Regions from separate parts of the Mus musculus genome. Here regions 1, 2, 3 and 4 are each linked to region 5. The links are chromatin contacts, called in public promoter capture Hi-C maps. All regions are on one chromosome and are shown on one strand. Each heading gives the region's core, a stretch centred on a gene start, on an enhancer-like site or on the middle of the called end of the contact. The rest is flanking DNA. Distances are from core to core; before and after follow the strand shown. Region 1 holds the start of Tox4 (TOX high mobility group box family member 4). Region 2 holds the start of Chd8 (chromodomain helicase DNA binding protein 8). Region 3 holds the start of Mettl3 (methyltransferase like 3). Region 4 holds the start of Supt16 (SPT16, facilitates chromatin remodeling subunit). Region 5 holds the start of 4930579G18Rik (RIKEN cDNA 4930579G18 gene).

What was found. Promoter capture Hi-C pulls out the DNA fragments that hold promoters and counts their contacts. Capture Hi-C pulls out chosen DNA fragments and counts their contacts.
Region 1: a promoter capture Hi-C map of liver shows a contact between it and region 5, with 4 times the contacts expected there. The contact joins the promoter of Tox4 here to the promoter of 4930579G18Rik in region 5. A contact is called at or near these places in 6 of 39 promoter capture datasets (cranial neural crest, hippocampal neurons, liver and 2 more).
Region 2: a promoter capture Hi-C map of liver shows a contact between it and region 5, with 3 times the contacts expected there. The contact joins the promoter of Chd8 here to the promoter of 4930579G18Rik in region 5. A contact is called at or near these places in 1 of 39 promoter capture datasets (hippocampal neurons), 1 of 115 datasets of contacts at active chromatin or transcription factors (embryonic stem cells) and 1 of 9 other capture datasets (liver).
Region 3: a promoter capture Hi-C map of pre-B cells shows a contact between it and region 5, with 2.8 times the contacts expected there. The contact joins the promoter of Mettl3 here to the promoter of 4930579G18Rik in region 5. A contact is called at or near these places in 4 of 39 promoter capture datasets (cranial neural crest, hippocampal neurons, liver and 1 more) and 2 of 115 datasets of contacts at active chromatin or transcription factors (astrocytes and embryonic midbrain).
Region 4: a contact with region 5 is called in a promoter capture Hi-C map of pre-B cells, with 4 times the contacts expected there. The contact joins the promoter of Supt16 here to the promoter of 4930579G18Rik in region 5. A contact is called at or near these places in 5 of 39 promoter capture datasets (the 3T3-L1 cell line, cranial neural crest, frontonasal cranial neural crest and 2 more), 1 of 484 Hi-C or Micro-C datasets (CD4 T cells) and 1 of 9 other capture datasets (adipose tissue).

The regions. Positions count from the first base shown.
Region 1 is chr14:52,277,689-52,280,404 of GRCm38.p6, reverse strand. Tox4 (TOX high mobility group box family member 4) reads right to left here and starts at 1,259. Exons shown (of 10, transcript NM_023434.3): 1 at 1,173-1,259; 2 at 749-1,017; 3 at 516-584. The coding sequence starts at 754. Rab2b (RAB2B, member RAS oncogene family) reads left to right here and starts at 1,010. Exons shown (of 8, transcript NM_172601.3): 1 at 1,010-1,209; 2 at 1,420-1,491. The coding sequence starts at 1,164.
Region 2 is chr14:52,256,497-52,259,196 of GRCm38.p6, reverse strand. Chd8 (chromodomain helicase DNA binding protein 8) reads left to right here and starts at 1,437. Exons shown (of 38, transcript NM_201637.3): 1 at 1,437-1,519.
Region 3 is chr14:52,303,850-52,306,549 of GRCm38.p6, reverse strand. It overlaps Mettl3 (methyltransferase like 3), which reads left to right and starts at 1,426. Exons shown (of 11, transcript NM_019721.2): 1 at 1,426-1,662. The coding sequence starts at 1,563.
Region 4 is chr14:52,195,979-52,198,678 of GRCm38.p6, reverse strand. It overlaps Supt16 (SPT16, facilitates chromatin remodeling subunit), which reads left to right and starts at 1,440. Exons shown (of 26, transcript NM_033618.3): 1 at 1,440-1,594. The coding sequence starts at 1,529. Chd8 (chromodomain helicase DNA binding protein 8) reads left to right here. Exons shown (of 38, transcript NM_201637.3): 38 at 1-528. The coding sequence ends at 87.
Region 5 is chr14:54,649,214-54,651,913 of GRCm38.p6, reverse strand. It overlaps 4930579G18Rik (RIKEN cDNA 4930579G18 gene), which reads right to left and starts at 1,403. Exons shown (of 6, transcript NR_038053.1): 1 at 1,366-1,403; 2 at 646-849; 3 at 100-174. Acin1 (apoptotic chromatin condensation inducer 1) reads left to right here. Exons shown (of 19, transcript NM_023190.3): 9 at 56-197.

The sequences.
Region 1 (2,716 bases), core at 10-2,509, 2.4 Mb after region 5:
TTCTATGTTCTCTGGCAGCTATTTCTTTCCCTCTGTCGTTCTTTAGCCAAGCAAACAGATGCCACATCAGTAGGATGAACCACTTTTATCAGAAAAGACATTTCAAATAAAAGAGCCCCCTATAGAATTCAAGAAATAACAACTGTCCGAAGTTATTCCCTGCTGGATAAACAACTTTCTTTATCTCGATTTCTTTACTGAAAAAATTTTTTTTCTTTCTTGCTGTCTCCCAAGATTGTTAGTTATTTCACCCCCAACCAAAGAACAATTCCTTTCGTTCTTCCTATTCAGAACAGAAACTCCTCAAACAAGCCGTCTCTTCAACATCCTGGTTTCCTCATGACAGCCGCTTTCGGTTCTCCCCCACCCCCACCCCCTCCACAGTCCTTAGAGGAGCTCGAAGCCTCGGCCACTGTCCCCTCCAGCTCCCGCCAGCCCCCGCGCTCACCCCCACCGTCCTTCCCTAACCGCTGCCTAGGCCCTCCGGCGCCCCAGCATCAGCAGCTTTTGCTCACCTCGGCTCCTGACAGGAAAGGGTGCGAGGGCCCAGTGATCGTCAGGTAATTGTCATTTCCTCCGGGAAACTGTAAACCAAAAGAAAGCCGCGGTGGGTGAGTGAGCGGAGCAGTGGCGTGCTGAGACCCCAGCCCTCCCGAGCCCCCCTGGCTCCTCGCTGCCCTGCATTCCCGCTTCCGCTTCCCCTAGTCGGCCGCGAACCCTCATCAGCCCTCAAAGACTCGGCACCCACCTCCATCTTCACAGCACCACTACCAGCGACTCAGCGTCTCCGCGTCCGCATCGCTCCCACCGCCCCCACTAGGTTCCGAGCGCGTCACTTCCTCAAGGAGAAAGCGTCGCTCTCCGATGATTGGACCGAGTCAGGGACGCAACCAGTCTCGATCCCAGCTGCCCGAAGGGTCGCTGTCGCCCCCTGGAGCTTGGTGGGATAATGGCATGTAGAAGAGCACTGGGTGGCCCTAGAGGCGGCGTCCGGTACAGCCGATCCAGCGAAGATTTCTGGGGGAGAGCAATAGAGACGCAGCTTGAGCTAGAAGGGCTGGAGCGGAGGCAAATAAGGAGACCCGTAGATTGAGTGGCTAGAGAGGTCGGAGGTAAGTGGCTGTAGAAATCGGGAGGACCCGGAACACAGACGCCTCGGGACCATGACTTACGCTTATCTCTTCAAGTACATCATCATCGGAGACACAGGTAACCCGCCGACGGACCGCCTTCGGAGTTGGGGCGGGGATCCTACCTCCAAAATCGGCTTGGGGGCGGGGCGGGGTGAGCGGAGTTGCGCGGAGGGGGCGGGGCGAGCCCCGGGGGCGGGGCTCTGCCCCTGCCTTAGACCCTGTTCCCTGTCTGGGAGCCAGCGGCTTCCCGGGTGACGTGCGTCTAGTGAACACCGTTCTTTCGCAGGTGTGGGGAAGTCATGTCTCCTCCTTCAGTTTACCGACAAGCGGTTCCAGCCCGTGCACGACCTCACAATAGGTAAGCTATCCCCTCGTTCCAGAACAGCTAAAAGCTAGCTGCCAGAACTGCTAAAGGAGAAAGTTACAGTCTCAGTATTCTAAATAAAAAGTTACTTCTCGGCCGGGCGTGGTAGCTCGCGCCTTTAATCCCAGCACTCGGGAGGCAGGTGGATTTCAGAGTTCGAGGCCAGCCTGGTCTACAAAGTGAGTTCCAGGACATCCAGGGCTACACAGAGAAACCCTGTCTTGAAAAACCAAAAAAAGTTACTTCTCGCTACCTTGGTCTGAAATCATGGTATATGAAAAATGATAAAAGCTGGTAAGTGGAGGATAAATGATTGAAAGGTAACTTTAGAGATGGATGTAAGATACTAGTTGCCGTAGGATTTTTTTTTCTTCCAATGCAACTTGTATGTTTATGGAAAAATCCCACGGAAACATGACTGCTTATTAAACATCTCATCTGTATTTTGTTATTAACTACCAGCTTCACATGTTTTTCAACATAAACACCAACATAGGATTCTTTTAAGTCTGGAGAGGTAAAAGCCAATGTACGGACATTGCAGTTCTTCCTGCACAGACACCTCCTCTAATCTCTTCACCTTCTCTTCTTTTAGGAGCAAATAGCCTCAGATTCATTATATAACCCACACTGGACACAAACTCCCAGAGATCCTCCTGCATTAGACTCTCCCCCCCCCACCCCCTCGGGACAGGGTTTCTCTCTGTGTGGCCCTGGCTGTCCTGGAACTCACTCTGTAGGACAGGCTGGCTTCAAAAATCAGAAATCCGCCTGCCTCTGCCTCCCAAGTGCTGGGATTAAAGGCGTGCGCCACCACTCCCAGCCTCACGGACTTTCGTAATAAGTTTGTTTTTGCGCCGAGACTGGCTTTAAGCTTCCTGGGTAACCTGACCATGATTTTGACTTGATCGTCCTAAATGCTGGGATTAGATATGCACCACTATACTCAGCCTGTTTTTTAGTTTCTTACTCATTGAAATTACATTCTTATTGTTCTGAGAGAAAAAAAAAGTTGACAGTGATTTTTTTTTTCCAAAAAAATATCTTTTTGATTTTTGTTGAGGTAATAGGTATTCAGAACAGGTATTTCATATAGCACCTTAAAGTAAAAATATTTATATAGAGTATGAATTCCTCATGCTATGTACAAAATACTATTTTGAAAATAGAAAAGGGGATGAATTGTCTGCTTATGATGCAGTGGGGTTTTTGTTTTTTT
Region 2 (2,700 bases), core at 188-2,687, 2.4 Mb after region 5:
AGGAACAGAGATGTATATTTACAAACTACCTACACACGTTGTTCTCAACACTGCGATCATTTCTGATTCTACCTAAAACAGTGCGGGTGATGTGCAAATAGTTGACAAATTATATTGTTTAGGGAAAATGACAAGAGCAAAGTTTATAAAAATAAATAAATCTCTTTAAAAACAAATTTTGCAGGTTTTGCTGTGTTGCTCAAGCTTCCTTCAGGTTTGTTTGTTTGTTTGGGGGGGGGGGGTTGGTTCAAGACAGGGTTTCTCTGTGTAGCCCAGGCTGTCCTGGAACTCACTTTGTAGACCAGGCTGGCTTCGAAATCAGAAATCCGCCTGCCTCTGCTTCTCGAGAGCTGGGATTAAAAGCCTGCACCACCACGCCCGGCTTCCTCGAGTTTTCTAATACTGGTATTTAAACAAACAAACAACAACCAAAAAACCCTTCTTGTATGGAAATGTAGTCGGCAGAACTTTAGAAAATGCAGGAACACCTTTCTCAGTGTAGTTTGACCTATGGTGAAATTTTGCTTCTTTCCAGAATAAATGACTCCGTCAGTGTACCTCTGATAAGTCTTGTTTCCCAGTGTGTATTCGTGCGTAGTAATTGGAACTATTGGTAAATTTAAGGTCCTTTGCTTTTTAAGTGAAATTCCTCACTCCCGATATTACTAAATGACTCAGAATTTTGGGTTGCTAAAATCGGAACACTGGTCTAGGGCGTGGTAGCTCATGCCTCAAATACCATATCTCTGTGTTTAACGCCAGCCTGATATATTGAGACCCTGTCTCAAAAAAACAAACAAAACTCTAATACTGGAAAATCTGAAACGTGCATAGATAAGCAAGTAGAATGGCTATAAAACCCGTGTCGATTATGTGTTGATAATCCTGCTTGTCAAGGATCACCCTAGAAGTGGCATTCAGAAAAACTGATCGTTGGCTTCTTTGATAAACCAGCATCATTCCTACGTTTAAGAGGTGGTGGGGCTTGTTTCCAGTCTTGTTCAACGTTTTTCCAGAGTTCCTCCCCATGACTGACAGGCATCCTGAGTACATGAGAGGAGGGCATGTAGGGGCTGGACCAAAACGGACCAACAGAACTCCAAAAAGGCCTTCACATTCCTATACGTAATCGTGGGAGATCACCAAGCCAGTCGACCCAAGATGGCCTCCCGAGACAGGTAGCAGGTGCTGTCCGGGTTTGCAGCGCCCCCAGCGGCGGGGGTCAGAGGCCTGGCCTGCCAGCCCGCCGCCCGCTCCGATTTCCAAGCAGGCATATCTGCGGTTGCCTACGTACCCTTCCCAGCCTCAGGCCCTCCCAGCCTTCGGAGACTTCCTGGATGGCGCCCGGCTCCGGCCACGCCATTGGTAGATGGAGGGCGGTGGGCGGGCCCAGGCGCATGGAGGACTAGCAAGCTTGCTTGCGGCGAGGGCTGGCCGTGCTCCGCCGGAAGGCGCCTTGTTCTCCCGGACGGTGGGTTGCAACTCTTGCCCAGGGAAGGAAGCCGCAGGACTGGCTCAGGTAAGCCTGCGGCACGCGCGGCTCCACCAAGCCTCGTCGGAGCCTGGGCGGGTAGTGGGTGGGGTAACAACGTCCTCGCTTGCTCGCTCGCTCGCACCCATGCGGGTGCAGCGCCGAGCGGTGATCAGGTGCGGGATGCTCGGGGCTGAACCACTCTCCTTTGTGAGAGGCAGGCGCTGGGGACCGGACGGGCCGCGGGGCCGTGCTGGGACGGGCCGCGAGGGAGCTGCTAGGGCCAGCGTGGAGTTTTGGAGCTTGTCATGGCACTGCTGGGCGAGGCGCACATTCGAGACAGTTGCCTTTTTCTTCTTCCTCCTTTCCCAAGAAGAAAAACTCCCCTGCTCGGTTAGGTTACTCCATACGTTGGAGTCAGAAGTGCGAGGCCAGGGTTTTAGTTTGTTTTGGCTGGATTCTTTTTCCCTCTCCTCTCTTATCTTTAATGTTTTTAGTAAATGTGGGTAGGGAAGCCTGAGGTGAACGTGTTCGGATTTATTATGTTCCCAATTTCTGCGGGGCTGTTGCAAAGTAGAGGTGACGAGGAAACGAACAGCACAAGTCTTGTGTCTTCCTTGACAGGTCTGCAGAGCTCTTTGGTTTTCTGACACATTATGTAAACTCTTCACTAGAGGAGGACTGCCTCTTGGCGAATATTATTTAAAATTTGTTTTGGTTTTTTTGTGTCTTAATTTACCTGTTTCTAGTCGGCTTGCCATTGCTGCAGCTGTGCATACGCAGCAGCGCCTCTTTAAGGGGCAGTCCTGACGTCGTTAAAGGCTTCCCAGAGGAGGTATGTAGTGAACCAGTCTTCGCAGTGAGTGAGCAAAGTGAGCCAGAAGTCGGATTTTAAACGCTACGTAATTTTCTTTCAAAAGATAGACACAGTGAGACATCTCAGACACGAGTGAGGACCTTGCTTTAGCGATTTTGCTGCATTCTGCCATCACATCGATGTCCACAGAATCTCTGTTCTGAGTTTGTTAACTCAGAGACTGGCTTAGTGCCAACTGAGGTCGTTTTGGGGGGGCACATCAGATTCTAGGACATGGATTTGCAATTTGAATGTTTCCCTTATGTTGTTGCTGTTGTTTCTTTTGAAAGGATATCTGGCTTTCCATTTGTAGACCAGGTTGGCCTCTAACTCACTGAGATCTTCCTGCCTCTGCCTGGATTAAAGGCGTGCA
Region 3 (2,700 bases), core at 177-2,676, 2.3 Mb after region 5:
ATTGCTGAGTCATCTCTCCAGCCCCTTAACTTTTCATTATTTAGGGACTATTTTATTAGTTTTTGTAATCAAACTACTGTACATAAGACCATTCAGTGCAATAATAGAAATAATTTTACTTTAGTTTTTGTTTCTGGATAGGTTTGATAGCCAGCCCAGGAGATCTACTGTTCTCTGCCTTTCCAACACTGAGATAACAACTGCCTAGTCATGGGCTGGAGATAAGGCTCAGTGGTAAAGAGCACAATTTATTATTACAGAATTGAACTCAGGTTCAAACCCTAGCACCCACATTGTACATCACAATTGCCTGTAACTCTAGTTCACGAAGATGACTCCGTCTTCTGGTCTCCAGGGGAGCCAGGTATGTGTGTGTGTGTGTGTGTGTGTGTGTGTACAAACACACATATACAAATATTCAAACACAAAAATAAACCTTTTTCTAAATTAAGCTAAAACAATGTCTGCCACCCCACACAGCTTTGCCTTAAATTTATGTGGGTTCTGGGAATCTCAGAATCTCATGCTTTCACAGCAAACACTTTACTGAGCTACCTCCCCATTTCTTGCACATTTTCTTTTAAAAAAAAAAAAAAGAACAAATTTATTATATGTATATGAGTACACTGTAGCCGTCTTCAGGCACACCAGAAAAGGGCAACGGATCCCAATTACAGATGGATATGAGTAACCATGTGGTTGCTGGGAATTGAACTCAGGACCTCTGGGAGAGCACTGAGTGCTCTTACCTGCCGAGACATCTCTCCACTCATCCTGAACATTTTTAAAGAGTGCTCCCTCACGCTGAAAAAGATGGTTCCCTAATTAAGATGTTTGTCTTAGAATATGCCTGAATTCCCAGAACTCGGATATTGAGGCAGGAGGATTGTGAGTTGCAGAACCACATAGTGAAACTCCACTCTCCTTTCACACACTTTGTATAGAAAGAAAGAAAGAAAGAAAGAAAGAAAGAAAGAAAGAAAGAAAGAAAGAAAGAAAGAAAGAAAGAAAGAAGGAGGGAGGGAGGGAGGGAGGGAGGGAGGGAGGGAGGGAGGGAGGGAGGGAGGGAGGGAGGGAGGAAGGAAGGAAGGAAGGAAGATAATATTTAACTTAGAAAATCTGGGGCCTTAAGGGCAGAAATCTATGATACAGTGCTTGACCGTATGTGCAAGGACCAGAATATACAATCAACCAGACTAACAGTCTGTTCACTCCTTCCCGTCCATCCATCTCTCCACGCATACACCCACCCGTCAAACACTCACACTTGTTCTAGCCCTGCTATTTTAAATGCGTTGTCACTAACGACTTAAAGAAACAACATGGCGGGTCTGCCAGCTACCAACATGGCAAACACAGCCTCAGCGCTCCCGGAAACACGAGAGAGAACTACCGTGAGGATTACGTCCGGCTGGTTCGCCAACCGGAAGTGGCTTTTCATCTTGGCTCTATCCGGCTGGCCTTCGGGCGTCCTCGTGAGAATTAGATGTTTCTTAGTTCTAGGCTGGGGAGGTGCTAGTCCGCCGCGCCTGATTCGAGCCGAGTCCGCGCTGGGAGCTAGGATGTCGGACACGTGGAGCTCTATCCAGGCCCATAAGAAACAGCTGGACTCGCTTCGCGAGAGATTGCAGCGGCGACGGAAGCAGGACTCTGGGCACTTGGGTGAGGTGCGGGGTGGTCGGGGCGGGCCTGGGCGGGGCGAGAGACTCCTGGAGAGGAAGACAGCCCCGGGCTCTGCGCCCTTTCCGGAGCAGCCCTTTATTGGACTCCTCGATTGTTGGTTACCCCATCTTTCCCGAGTAGCTGAAACGCATGCCCACCTGCGGGAAAGCTTGCAGTGCCTCCTCCCGGGCGTCGGTTTTTCAAGCGTAACACCACACCAACATGGGTCCACTCCTCTCCTTGGGTCCCATTCCAGTCCTGTCTAGGAGAATGTTGCGTCCGTGAAGCCTCTCAGTACCTTATTCCGAGAGCCAGCAAAACCCGTTTTGTTGCTTCTGTGCCTGTTTTACCTTAGTTGTAACGTTTGCTTTGTCACTGTCTTTTCTTTCCCATGTGGGCGGGGAGCAAGGATTGCTTCTGTATATCTATCCCCAGAGCCCGGTTTAGCAGCCACAACAGGGTCCTCACTAGGACCTTCTCACTAGGACCTTAATGAATGAGTAGTGCAAGTGTTTACAAACGTAGCAAGAATCTGAAAACACTTGATTTTGGTCTTTAAACATTTTCCCCCTCCCCCTTGTATGACAAAGTTAGAAAAATTGAAGGCACTTAAAAGAGTACTACCCTAATAGCCTTCTCCAGCACAAGCTCAATTATTTAAGGTAAACCAGTTGCAAAGCTCTGCGAGAATACCGAATCCATACTACATGTGTGGGTAGCATGTCAGTGCTTTGCAGTATTCACAGCTCACAACAGCAGACCTTGGTGAAATTCAGTCTCACCGTAATTTGTGAACATTTATTGCATATCTACACTACTCATGGGTTTCGGCAAAAAGAAGACACTGCTGTTACCTTAAAGGAGCTTAAAAATCTATGTGAGAATCAAAGAAGATTAGAAGAAAAAGCAGGGAGAAAAACCCTTCATGGTGGCTCATGCCTGTAATCCCAGCACTTTTTTTTTTAAAAGATTTATTTATTTATTATATGTAAGTACACTGTAGCTGTCCTCAGACACTCCAGAAGAGGGAGTCAGATC
Region 4 (2,700 bases), core at 191-2,690, 2.5 Mb after region 5:
TATGACAGCTCAGAACGGGACTTCTCACTCATTGATGACCCTATGATGCCAGCCAACTCAGACTCCAGTGAAGATGCTGACGACTGAAGCCCCATATAGACCCGTGATGGGTGGCTGCTGGAATCCCTTACTCTGGCCCTTGGACTTTGGAAATGTGGGAGGGGCAGGGAACAATATGGGGAAACCCAAGACTTCAGGAGGTGAAAAGAAAAAGAAAAAAACAAAAAACAAAAAAAAACAAAAAACTTGTACCCAATTGCTCCCAATTTTGAGAGGATTGGGTGGGCAGGGGAACTCCTAAAAAAAAAAAATAATAAATGACCACTTCCTCGTTTCTGGGGAAGCAAAGGAGCTTAGAGCAGCTGGTGTGCTCACCCCTCCCCAGACGCCTCCATTAACCACAGACTATGTAGCGCTGGCCCTAGCCTCTGGCAGAGCCTGTTCCTGGCCAAACTGTGGCTACAGCTGGAGGGTCAGGAACTGTTACCTTCCTTCCCCTTGGCATTAATAAATTTAAGTTAATCCTTTTCCATTCTTCCTATGTTCTGTTTCCTTAAACACAATATAAGTACTGTTTTTTGCTGCGTAATTTAAACACCATTCTCCTACAGTTCAATACTGTTGCAACTAATAGAAAAGCCATTTGTAGTCCTCAATAGGCATATATAATGGCGGGTTATCCCGTTTGTTAAAGCCAAGGAAATGATACAAGATAAAGAGGTAAAATATTTTGAATTGTACTTCACATTCTTAAACGAGGATTAATTTCAAGAGCCATATTTTTTTTTTCAATTAGTCAGGATAACTATTCTTGGGGAAAGCCAGAGAATAATGTGGCTTTTCATGAAATACAGCAAAAGTACACGCTGACAAAAAGGGTGCCTTCACAACTTGGGTCTTCGCGAGGCTGGAAAGAACTACAAAGTTTAGGAGCCACTCCGAGCCATTTGTTTCCTTCCACCCTACCGGCCCATCTCTTAAAGGAAAACAGAACCTTTCCTTCCTACTCTGCTGCCCACCGCGCAGCTTATTCGCGAAGGTGGGCTCCGTCCCTCTGGGGTGCAGTGTTTGGTTGAGAGTGCCTTCCCCGGGGCGGTCACTGGCCTGCCCTGGGGCAGAGGACTCACTCCTGCGCCTGGCTGCACGCGGGTCCCGCTCTTTCTGCTCCCCTCCCTCTGCCCGCCGCCCAGAGCGCCCGGAGCTCGGAAAGTGGGCGGGTCACGTGACGGGAGCCTCTGGCGCCGGAGAGAGCTTCCAGAGCCCGCGAGCCCGCGCTGCACCTCGGTCTGTTGACTTCACTTTTGCGTCCTCGGTTGCCCTTCCTCCCGCCACCCTACGGAACGAGCGGTGGGTTTGGTTTTTTCGCTTTTTAAATCTTCGACGCTCTAGGGACCCGGAAGCGGAAGGGGATACCGGGCGGTCGGTACTTCCGGGTCACAGAGAGTGCGGGATTCCGGGCCGAGCGCGGGTGGCGGAGCTGGGACCTCGCGTGATTCTCGGAGCCCGACGGGAAGCGGCGTCCAGGGCAATGGCTGTGACTCTGGACAAAGACGCGTACTACCGGCGAGTGAAGAGATTGTACAGTAACTGGCGGGTAAGGAGCCCCGCGCCCCCGGGAGCCCCACATCCCATAATAGCCTGCTTCCCGGCGCCCTTTTCCCCCTCAGCCAGAAACCTCCGGCTCCGCCGCGCTCCCGCCTGCCCCGGCAGCGTCCGGCTCGCCGCGCCGTGCTGCGCCTGCGGGGTCCGCACGCGCCTGGCCCGCCCCGCGGCCACAGCGGCCCGCCCAGGTCCCGCCACAATTACCGTTTGCGGGAAAGGGGCGCGAAAGCTGTGCCCGGAGCTCTTGGCGCTCCCCGCTCCCCGGCCTCTGCTGGAGTTGAGAAATGCTGCTCCCGCGCCCCGCTGCTTCTCCTTAGGCCCTGCGTGGGTCACAGACCCAGCGCTGGGAACCTGCGGGCTCTCCTAAGAATTAATTGATGGGACGCCTCAAAGCCGGTTTCCCATGTCGGCAGCATACCGGGGGCACGTGTTGAGGAAAACGCTGTGGAAGTTCCAGGGCTTCTCCAAAGATTGGGCAGTTTCCCTGTTTTATAATCATAATTTCAAACTTACTTTTTTGCTAGTTAACTTGTTAACTTCACAAGTGTTTGATTGATTTCATACTGTCTGAACGGTCTATCGTCTGGGCTCTGAACCTTGTGAGTGAGGGGAAATAGAACTGATAAAAAAGAAAGCCGAAAATGCTCTGAAAAAATACCAACTCCGGTTTCAGCTTTGTAAACTATCTTATACTGATTGGTCCTCTCCATTCTTGGCTCCTGCATGTAATCCCATGATTTCTGAGGCTGAGGCAGGAAAATGACTAGTTTCAAGCCTGCCTGTGCTTCATAGTGAGACTGTATCAATCGGCTCGTCATTTAGTAAATAAAATTGAACCTTTACTGAAGTCGGTTGTTTTTCCTGCCTCATCAGAAAAAAGCCTATGTATCTTTTAAGCAAGATGCATTGCGTGCTGAAAATAATATAGGGTTTTTCACTTTATTGGCTAATTTTTTTTAGATGACTTAGTGGTCTCTATCACAAAATTATATTGTTTGGTCCTGAGGATTGGCCCTACCACCACCTCTGTGTTTTACCATTAAGCTATATCCCTATCCAGGGAATATTTACTGTCACTGTGTTATGATGTATGCAATG
Region 5 (2,700 bases), core at 154-2,653:
TCTCTTCCCCTTCACTCTCTCCTACCCTTTCCTTCAATCTCTTCCATCCTGTCAGTGAAGAGAAGGAGGAAGTGACCATGGACACCAGTGAAAACAGACCTGAAAATGAGGTGCCTGAGCCTCCTCTGCCTGTTGCAGACCAAGTCAGCAATGATGAGCGCCCAGAGGGTGGTGCTGAAGAAGAGGAAAAGAAAGAGGTAACTAGCCAAGCCACCTGTTGGGGAGGGTGGGCCGAGCGTGGGCCTAGGGAGAATAGACCATCTCAGCCATCCCTCTTACACAGTGGGATGACCTAAAGGGGATAAGGCTATCCTTGGATCAGGATAGGGCAAGGGAGAATTCGCTGGTTTAGCAAGGGATGCCCCTTGTGATAACAGACAAGGTCTTTGATTTCCTTTCCCTACATGAAGCAGTGATATAGACCAGGCTCCTAATTTGGAAGTCTGTTAATGGCCCTTTTTTTTAGAGAGAGAGGGGGGAGAGGGAGGCGAGGGAGAGAGAGAGGAGAGAGAGAGAAAAACCAAAAAACCCAAGTGCAGCTTTCTTGCTGCTGAAGCTTCTGTGAAGCTAACTCCTTGAGCTTTCCCTCCTTTTTAAAAGCTTAATGGCACTTGTCGCCACCTAGTGGGGCTTTGGGTCTCTTACCGAGTCAGCCATGCTGAGGAATTTTTGTTGCTCTTCTGCCCCCCAGTGGTCTAATTACGGAAGTGTAGCTTCTTAGAAATCCAAGGGGTGAACCACAAGGCCCTCTTAGGTTTTGTTTTGTTTTGTTGGCACAAATATTACCACTTTTTCCTATACCCAGTTCAAGAGGCTTCCCCCATTGGAGCCAGCGAGGTCTTCTTGACCCTTAAAGAAATAGAATTAGCTGGGTTTGGGAGTGGTATTATTACAGGGTGGGAGGGGCTGTTGTGTGTGTAGCCTTTCTCTGGTGTGTGTTGCGGGGGTGGGGGCCGGTGAAAGTGATTTGATGTGCAGAATATTATTTATTACAAGGTCCTTCTTCCCCGTAAAACTTTGTCCAAGTACCTCATGTACGGTAATCCGCCCGTAAAATATAACCCTGCCCAACTGGCCAATCGCTGATGCCGCCTCTACCTCTGGACCCACCCGCTGCTACCGAGCCGCCCAATCAGAGCCGAGTGTGCTCCCGGTGTCTTGGCCAGAGGGGCGTGTCTGTGGGCGTCTGTGATGGGCCCCGCCTCCCTTCTTGCTTACATCGGGGCTGAGACGAGCACTGTTCTGGAGAGACTTGTACTGAGAACAAGAAGCATTTGGAAAGGGGTGGACTTGAATCATCGCCCTACTCGGGACACCCCAAGAAGAGTTGTGCCAGTGCTGGGGTGCCTGCCCACATGCCCTTACCTGTCAGAGACTGTGGGTTGCCTTGTTTGCTACAGACTGTTGGGATCCCCATCTAGGGACCAAGAAACCTAAGAGAGTCAGATGTTTATGACGACAGTGCCGAGCTGTAAACACTTGAGTGGGGCCGGTGGCCTAAGCTTTGTTGACTAGAAACCCTGCAGAGAAGTCTGGGGGTCTGTACCCAGGGGCTTAAAGCTGATGGCAGCCCAGCCCGCGTGTCACCACTTGCTCTTCAGATGGACTTTCCTTTGGTCCCTGCTGTCCATGGTGAAGGGCAGCATCGTGTCGGTCGCTTCAGCTTCTCCTCCATCCCTGGAGGCAGGGACTCACTCACCCACCCAACCGGAACCACTGTCTCAGCTGCAGTCCCTGAGGAGGTGCCAACGACAAACCGGAAGACATACTCTGAGCTTGCTGCTGAATGTGTACCAGGTCCTGGGGAAATTGACTACTGCCACCCCCGGGCTACCTTCATCAGAGGCTCCATGATCCTGCTCGGTGACAGGACCTCTCCCCAGTTACACTCAGAGGAGGAAGGGACTTTGGAGTTGTCACCTGGATCCCAAGTGTTGGCTAGTGGCACTGCTGCAGCTTGTCACTGGTGGACATAGGGTCCTGCCTGCCTCATGAAAGAAAGGCAAGGAGCATTCCTGCCGCTCACAGGCCGCTTGCTCATTCATCAGGGACTGCAAGATGATGCCCTACAGGGCCAGGACTGATGCTCTGCCCCCATTCCCCCCTCTGCCCCTCGCTGAGGCTGGCCATCGCCAGTGAACTGTTTTGACATCTTGGAAACTGGGCAGCGTCCCCCCACACGATTCCCTCCCGCCCCCCCTGCGCCCCTGGGAGGACTCTGGCAGTGCCACGCTGACTACCACGCCGTGCGCCCACCTTTTTTGCCAACCCAACCCCCCACCAATTGCACAGCGCCTAGCAGGGAGGGCTCATTCTGATTGGACGGCGGTTGACTAGATACAGTACACAGTGAGGTGCGATTGGCTGAACTGAAGATCCCAGGTGTGAGATGGTACCTGGAACATTTGTCATATTCCTAGTTTATTCTTTTATTTTCTACCTCTTCTTTAATCTTTTATTTTTATAATTTATTTTTTTATTTCTTTGTTGGGTTTATTTATTTGGTTCGTGTTTTTCTTGTTTTAATTAAGTTATTTTGTTTAATTGGTTTTTTGGGTTCTTTTATTTTCTTTCTTTTTTGTTTTTTTTTGTTTGTTTGTTTGTTTTTTTGGTTTTTATTTATTTCCTTTTCTCACTAACTTACCCATCGTGAGCAACCTAGCTAGGGGTCAGGCTGGCTCTTAACACAGACCAAGGAGA